Regions from separate parts of the Sus scrofa genome. Here region 1 is linked to region 2. A link is a contact called in public promoter capture Hi-C data. All regions are on one chromosome and are shown on one strand. Each heading gives the region's core, a stretch centred on a gene start, on an enhancer-like site or on the middle of the called end of the contact. The rest is flanking DNA. Distances are from core to core; before and after follow the strand shown. Region 1 holds the start of HAGH (hydroxyacylglutathione hydrolase, mitochondrial). Region 2 holds the start of PKD1 (polycystin 1, transient receptor potential channel interacting).

The links. Promoter capture Hi-C pulls out the DNA fragments that hold promoters and counts their contacts.
Region 1: a promoter capture Hi-C map of liver shows a contact between it and region 2, with 2.4 times the contacts expected there. The contact joins the promoter of HAGH here to the promoter of PKD1 in region 2. A contact is called at or near these places in 1 of 5 promoter capture datasets (liver) and 1 of 47 Hi-C or Micro-C datasets (liver).

Annotation. Positions count from the first base shown.
Region 1 is chr3:40,136,542-40,140,752 of Sscrofa11.1, reverse strand. HAGH (hydroxyacylglutathione hydrolase, mitochondrial) reads right to left here and starts at 1,654. Exons shown (of 9, transcript XM_021086827.1): 1 at 1-1,654.
Region 2 is chr3:39,847,211-39,851,282 of Sscrofa11.1, reverse strand. PKD1 (polycystin 1, transient receptor potential channel interacting) reads right to left here and starts at 1,674. Exons shown (of 46, transcript NM_001246202.1): 1 at 1,244-1,674. The coding sequence starts at 1,458.

The DNA.
Region 1 (4,211 bases), core at 405-2,904, 290 kb before region 2:
AGATATTTGTAAAAATAAAAATTTCCAAGTTACTGGCCCATCCCAGGCCCAATGTATGAATTAATGGAATTGATATCCAGCACTCCAAGTGATTCTTATCATGGAAAACCACTGCTCCACACAATTAAAAGTGTTACTTAGGGAGTAATTAATGATGACCTCACTCCTTTACTTATTCTGGCCCATAGATTCTGATTTGGAGAGAAAACTTTGAAACTATTGTTTCTCAAATAAATATGCTGTCTTTTATGTGGCCTAAAAGTATTGTTTTCCCCCCAGTAGTGGTTAGAAGGGACAGTTCCTCGCCAAGGGGCCTCAGACCTTGGTCTTTGACCTGGCACCTCATGAGCACTGTGCTCTATTAACAGAGTTAATCATCAGCAGGTGTACCTCCCACCCAATGATAAGGAGGCTTCAGGGAATTTGGGTGGCCTGGGAGTGCTCTGGCTCTCACTTGCTCTCTTCTCTGACGAAAAGCTGGGTGAGATGCACAGCACAGCTATCGGAGTGAGCGGAAGCCACCTGCTGGCTCCTAACATTCACTGAGCACTTAGTACTATGAGGCACTGTGCCAGGAGCTTTCTGTGTGTTATTTAATCCTCATCAAAGCTCTTAGGTTGGTGTTATCATTCCCATTCCTGTTACACAGATGGAGACATAGCTAGCCTGGCTCTACAGTCACTCAAGCTGAGTAGCAAAGCCAAGATGTCACCCAGCTAGCCCAAGACCAAAACCTGAAGTCTTGGCCACAGTGCAGGCTGCATCTTTTAAGTATATGTATTTTAAAACTTCAAACATTTAGTTATTATGAAACCCCCACATACGTAGTTTATTATGAAGAAGTGTTATAATTGGATTTGTTTATAAAATGTCATGCTATTATAACTCCTTTTATCTTGTAATAACACTTCTTTTTAAAAATGCTTAAGCAATACCTGTTTATGATAGAAGTCAGAAAATATGCATAAGCCAAAAAAAAGAACACCCCAAATTTCATACACCCAGAGACAAAGCTAAGCATTTGGTGTACATTCTTCCAAATCTATGCATGTAATTGTGATCTTTTAAATAGAAGTTATTCATACCACACACTTTCCTAGCCTTTTCTCACTGTGTATCGTGACTGTCTCCATGTATTTCGGCAGATTCCTGCCACACTGTTTTCAGTGATTGCCCAAGACTCTGCAGTCAGTCCTCCATTTTCGGCCTTTGAGATCGTTGTAGTTGTTTGCCAGCAGTAATTCTTTTGGGCCAGGTCCCCGTAAATGGAAGAGCTGAATCAAGGGTGTGCTCATACGGAGAGTTTATTAGTAAAACTAGCAGAACCAAGGTCCAGCTGAGCCAAGTCTACCAGGCTGACAGATCTGAAAGCAAACTAAGTGTACACACCAGGAACAGGAGTCGCATGTGGCCCCCTTGGGTGGACAAGCCAGTACCCAGAGAATGTACAGTGCCCCCAGAGGTTAGTGTTGACCCAGTGGTGGCACAAGCTTTGTCGCAGACAGCATCGGCATTACAGATACAGCACACAAGTTACTTGACTACAAGAATCAAAAACTCAGAGACAACTCACAATTCCTGATGTTACCGAAATTGCAGTAATCTTATTACCCAGAAAGTACATTTCCCCCAACTTCTACTTTGGAATAAATTTAAACCTATTATAAAATTGAAAGACTAACAGCACACTCCACATTCCCTGCTCTAGATTCAACAGCTGTTGGCATGCACTTGGCTCACTTTCCCTCCCCCACCCTGCTGCCTTGTGTGTACGTACACACACACACGTTTTGGAAAACTGAAAATGAGAGTTGCAGTGAGTCACTCTACCTTTCAGCGTGAATCTCCCAAAAATAAGGGCCTCTCCTATTATAGCCACAATACTCTTACCACATCTTTAAAGATCCATAATATATTAGTTCATATAGAGTATATAATTGATATCTGTTCTTCTGGACTTAAAAAAAAAGGTTCATTAGGCTTATATAAAAATGAGTATTCTCCATCCACTTCATATCCTGTGAATATCTTCTCAGTTCAGTGAATATTTTCATGATCACTTTTTTTTGCTTTTGCTTTTTAGGGCTCTACCTCTGGCATATGGAGGTTCCCAGGCTGGGGGCCCAACTGGAGCTGCAGCTGCCAGTCTGCACCACAGCCACAGCAGCTAGGGATCCAAGATGCATCTGCAACCTACACCACAGCTCATGTCAAGGTCGGATCCTTAAACCACTGAGCAAGGCCAGGGAATGAACACACATCCTCGTGGATACTAGTCAGGTCTGCTACCACCAAGCCACCGCAGGAACTCCAAGGATCCCTTTTAATGACTGAGTCTTAGAAGCAGAGCCTAAAGTGGGGATACTTGTTCTGGTGACTTTTAGGACCTCTCAGGAGACAGGAAGAGCAGAGGAAGAACAGAGTCTCGGAACTGGAGGTGACCAAGGGGATGTCACTGCCAGAGTCTGCTCCCCCATCCCTCCTCTAACTTCCTTGGGGAACTCTCCAGCCCTCAGAGATGCTGCAGAATAGGTGCTCCTGGCGAGTAAGGGGAACTGAGCCCCACATTCTGGCAACATTCCCCCAACACCGGCCTGTAGTTGCAAAGTTTCAAATGCTTTGCTACTAGAAACAGTGTTGCGAGGAACATCCTGCTTATACAGCACTTGGCTCTTGTTTATTTCCTCCTGGACCCCTTAGAAGCGAAATAAATTAAATAGTTTGCACTTTACATTTTGATACTTTTTCCCAAATTGCCAGGGAAAGGATATCCTAGCCTCTGTTTGACAAGAGTGTTTAAGCATACCTCTGTGCTCCAAACCCTGGCCAGCACTGGGTACTGCACCTAGCACCTTTTGAACTTGAGTTTCTTTGATTAGTAGTGAAGCTGACATCTTTTCATGTGTTCATACACAATTTCTTTTTAATAAGGCTACTGGGCACATTTTTGGTGTAAATGTTGGTATGGTATCCAGTTTCAGGGAAGCTGTTTTTTGCTTTTTGGGTTTTTTTTCTTTCTTTCTTTTAAAAAATTTTTTTAAATTTTTTTGTCTTTTTGTCTTTTTAGGGCCCACCTGCAGCATATGGAGGTTCCCAGCTAGGGGTCTAATCGGAGCTGTAGCTATCGGCCTACACCAGAGCCACAGCAACACCAGATCTGAGCCGCGTCTGCGACCTACACCACAGCTCACGGCAACGCCAGATCCTTAACCCACTGAGTGAGGCCAGGGATTGAACCTGCAACCTCATGGTTCCTAGTCAGATTCATTTCCGAGCGCCACGACAGGAACTCCTCCTTCTTTCTTTTTTAGGGCCACATCTGCAGCATATGTAAGTTCCCAGGATAGGGGCCGAATTGGAGCTGCAGCTGCCGACCTATGCCAGAGCCACAGAAACACCAGATCAGTGGCACATCTGTGACCTATGCCGCAGCTTGTGGCAAAGCCAGATCCTTAACCCACTGAGCAAGGCCAGGGTTCAAACTCACATCCTCACAGACACTATGTCAGGTTCTTACCCTGCTGAGCCACAGTGGTTTCAGGAGAGCTTTGTATTTTCTTTCAATACAATTAACTCATTTGCTAAAACCTTCATACATTTTAAAGGGAGGGAGTAAAGTAATTTAAGTAAAATAATACTAGAAAAAAATTCAAACTATAAAAGCAGAATAGAATTCATAAACAAATACACTGCCAAACACGAGTGCCAATGAAACTGCTCTAGCTCGACACCGACAATCACTGATACTCACGATCCTGTACTAAGCGCATGACTCCAAGCACTTTGCAAATACTACCTTATTTCGTGCTCACAGTGCCAAAAGGAGTTGGGGTGATTGTGCCTGTTTACCAAGGGGGAACCACAGATGTGGGGCAGCTCAGAGCTGGAGCCCATCCTGGGAAGAGCAGATGGGGTTTGAGACTGCAGCACAGAGCCTGTCCACTCAGCCAGATCTGCCTCCTCTAGCTTGGCCTTCATGTCCCATCTATAAAAGGGGCAAAATAGCAGTGCTGATATAAATCAGATGCTATAAATAAAGTGGTTATTACAAATTCTGTCACATTAAAAAAATTCAATAATGTGACATTATTGCAGCAATTAAATATCTAGAAACTTATCCCAAAGAAATGATTAAGAATGTGGCCAGGGAGTTCCCGTCGTGGCGCAGTGGTTAACTAATCCGACTAGAAACCATGAGGTTGCGGGTTCGG
Region 2 (4,072 bases), core at 425-2,924:
ACCTGCACCCTTTGCAAGCCAACCCTGAGCTCCTAACAGTCAAATGCTGCCTCTGCCATGTACTGGCTGTTACTTGTGCTTGTGCAAATCATATCGCCATCACCTCTGGCCTGTTTTTTCCCCTGCAAAAGGGGCATCTTTGCTGTACCTCCAGAGGGTTAAGCATGACGGTTCACAGGAGTTCCCCTTGTGGTTCAGTGGTTAACGAATCTCATTCGTATCCACGAGGACAGGGGTTCAATCCCTGGTCTCGCTCAGTGGGTTAAGGATCCCGAGTTGCCGTGAGCTGTGGTTGTAGGTCCCAGATGAGGCTCAGATCTGGCATTGCTGTGGCAGTGGTGTAGGCCAGCAGCTACAGTTCTGATTCCACCCCTAGCCTGGGAACTTCCATATGTCGCGGGTGCGGCCCTAAAAAGACCAAAAAAAAAAAAAAAAAAAAAAAAAAAGCTGATGGTTCAAAAGAGTTTGGCACAGGCCAGGGCTGGAGACAAGCTCTCCATAAAGACTTCCTGTTATTATTTCTTCCAAAATGCAAGTCTGCTAATGGTGTGTCAGCATTTTACACCCCTCCAGGCCTTTGCACACATGGTTCCCTCCTCCCGTCACCTAAACCCAGTTTCCTTAAGTATCAAACCAATTCTCAAACATCCATCGAACCCTTGTCCACCTCTTCCGGAGAGCCTTCCCTGCCGTCCACACAGACTTCTCCATCTCCTAGCGTCCTTCTCCAGGGCTCCCAAGTGCTGGGTATCCCTCCAAGCCAAGCTGCATCCTATTAGGCTCTGAGCAGCGTTGAAGTGCTCGTGGTCCCTTGCCGGGACCTTCCCGCCCTGCGCCCACACGATGCCAAAGGCCCTCAGTCAGTTCGCATTAGCGGAGTCCCACCGAGTGAGAAGTCTCCGCCCGCACAGAATCTGGGATGTTTCTGTTTCCCTCTGGCTGAGGCCAGGCGGGCTGAGAGCCGGCTGCGGTCCCAGGTTTTCCTTATTTAGTCGGGCCGACCTCACTGCGCTGGAGCCTCGCCCTGGGAGAGGCCTGGCCCGCACTCCGTTTCCCCTTCTGCAGGCTGGGGACGCGCCCACGCCCTGCGAGGCCCGCCAGGCCGGCGGCCTGCCCGTGCGGCCTCTCCCGGGAGGGTGAAGGCGCCCCGAGCCCCGGCAGGCCCCGGCGGCCGCGAGTCCTAGCGCAAGCCGGGCGCCATGGCAACCGCCTCACCAGCGTCGCAGGGCGGCGGGTTACTCACAGCGCGGTGGCGTCCGCGGGGATGCGCAGCGCGGGCCCGAGGGTCCGCAGTCCGAGGCCAGAGCAGTTGACGCGGCAGGCGGCGCCGGGCGCCGGGCCGCAGAGGCAGGGAGGGGCGCACGGTCCGCAGCCGCGCCCGGGGACCCCCGCCAGCGCCCCGAGCCACAGGCCCAGGCCCAGGGCGAGCGCCAGGCGGGCGGGCGCGGCGGGCGGCATCGTCAGGACAGCGCAAGCATGGCCCCGGACCGGTCCCGAGGCCCCGAGCCCGCCTGGCCCCGGCGACCGCGGCTCAGGCGCAGCCCGCGCAAGGCATGGCTGGGCGCGGGGCGGGATACGGCAGCAGCTGCGGCCTGTCTGCCTGCGCGACGCCTGCTCGGTTCTCCGTCCCGGCTCCGAGTCCTCCGCGGCCCGCTAGCGCGCTGGCGCTGCAGTGCGGGCTGGCGGCCGGCTCCTCCTTCTCCCGGCGCGGCGCGGGGGGCGGGACGCTCTTAGGCCCCGCCCCCCGTGCGGCAGAGCCGGGCGCGGCCGGGGCGGGGCATCAGGAGGGTCCGCCCTTCGCTCTGCGAAGGGGCCATCCGCGCGGCCGGGGCGGGGCATCAGGAGCTCCGCCCTTCGCATCCAGCTGCAGGCTCGACAGCGAGGGCCCTCGCTCGGTGCCCTTCCCCTCCGCCCGCGGCGTCCGCGCCTCCCAGACCTCAGAGCCCAAGCAGTCACAACACTGAAAACACCAGCCGGAACCTCCAGTGCCCTCTACGAGCGCTCATCCACTCCCAGCGCCTATGTCCCTCTCCACCACCTCGGATTGCCGAGCTCCTGGCACACAGTAGGCACTCAATAAATGCGCATCGCGCCCTCTCAGGGAATTGCCAGAACGTCGGCGAAGTATGACAGCTGGTTCTCCCTGGCACGGAGGTGAAGCACAAGGTGGGCCTCACCTGGGCAGGTGAAGGGCAGCGTTCGGCCGGCCATTCGCCAGCCCCTGGGCAAGAAGCTGAGTTCTGCGCACCTGGGTGCTTGGGACCTCCCACCACCAGGGCAGTTTGCCCCCTCTTTCCATGGCGCAAGTTCCTCAGTGCTGCGGCTCTGCCCAGGGAGCTTTTGCGCCCAGGATGTAATTAGGGAACTAACGCACGTGGTGCTAAGAATTCAAGCTGAATAACATGGACGAACTCTGAAAACATCCTAGATGCCAGACATAAAGAACCACATATTATAGAAATCCGTTTATTAAGCGGGGGGGGGGAAGGTTTGGGAGTTCCCACTGTGGCTCAGCAGAAACAAATCTGACTATTATCCATGAGGACCTGGGTTCGACCCCTGGCCTCACTCATTGGGTTAAGGATCTAGCGTTGCTGTGAGCTGTGGTGGAGGCCGACAGCTGCAGCTCTGATTTGACCCCTAGCGTGGGAATCTCCATAGGCCCCAGATGTGACTTTAAAAAGACAAAAAAAAAAAAAAGGGAAAAAATGAAATTTGACAGATCACACAACAGGTAAGGAAGGGGCAAACCCAAGCTTTTAATTCCAGATAATAAACTGATGAGATCCAAGGTCTCAAGATGAGTGAAGATGGACCCATAATAAACAGTGATGCCAAATGAGCAAAACAGATTAATCAACTAAAATGCAAGTTTTTTCCTTTTGTTTTTTCTTTTGAGGGCCACACGTGCAGCATATAGAAGTTCCCAGGCTGGGGGTTGAATTAGAGCTGCAGCTGCCAGCCTACACAACAGCTCACGGCAATGCCTGATCCTTAACTCACTGAGCAAGGCTAGGGATCAAACCTGCATCCTCATGGATACTGGTTGGATTCATCACCACTGAGCCACACAGGAATTCCCCTTTTTTCATTTTTTAAAGTTTTATTGAGGTATGGTTGATAAATGCAATTGTTTTAGAAGGGATTTCTGAAATAGAAAAGATTTTTTATTTTTATTTATTTATTTATTTTTTTTTGCCTCTCGTGTGGCATGCAGAAGTTCCTGGACCATGGATCAGACCTGTGCCACAGCTGTAACCAGAGCCACAGCAGTGACTACACCAGATCCTTAACCCTCTGAGCCATGAGGGAATCCCTAGAAAAGATGTGCTTAGGAGTTTCTGTCGTGGCTCAGGGGTAATGAATCTGACTGGTATCCATCAGAATGCAAGTTCGATCCCTGGCCTTGCTCAATGGGTTAAGGATCCAGCATTGTCACTGCTGTGGCTCTAATCGCTGCTGTGGTGGGCATTTGATTCCTGGCCCGGGAACTTCCACATGCTTTGGAGATGGGCAAAAAATAATAAAAATTTTAAAAGAAGAAGAAAATAACATATCTAGAAATGAAATTCTGGGCTATTTCAACAATTCCCACGGTGAGTCAGAGGAAATAAAATGTGGCAAAGATCCTGTTTGATGCAGGGAGGGGGATGCTGGAGAAATGTTTAATTCTCTCTTTTTCAGGCACACCCACGGCGTGTGGGAATTCCCAGGCCGGGGATGGAACCAGCACGACAGCAGCAACCTGAGCCTCAGCAGTGACCATGCCAGATCCTTAACCCACCTAGCCACCAGGGCATTCCTAATTCTTGATAAAATATTAATTTATGTTTTTATTTTTTATTACTCAAATTTACACATCTCTAGTTGTATAATGATCATAACAATCCGATTTCACCGGATTTCCATCCCACACCCCAAGCACATCCCCCCACCCCCCAAACTGTCTCCTCTGGAGATCATAAGTTTTTCAATGTCTGTGAGTCAGCATCTGTTCTGCCAAGAAGTTCAGTCTGTCCTTTTTTCAGATTCCACATGTCAGTGAAAGCATTGGATGTTGGTGTCTCATTGC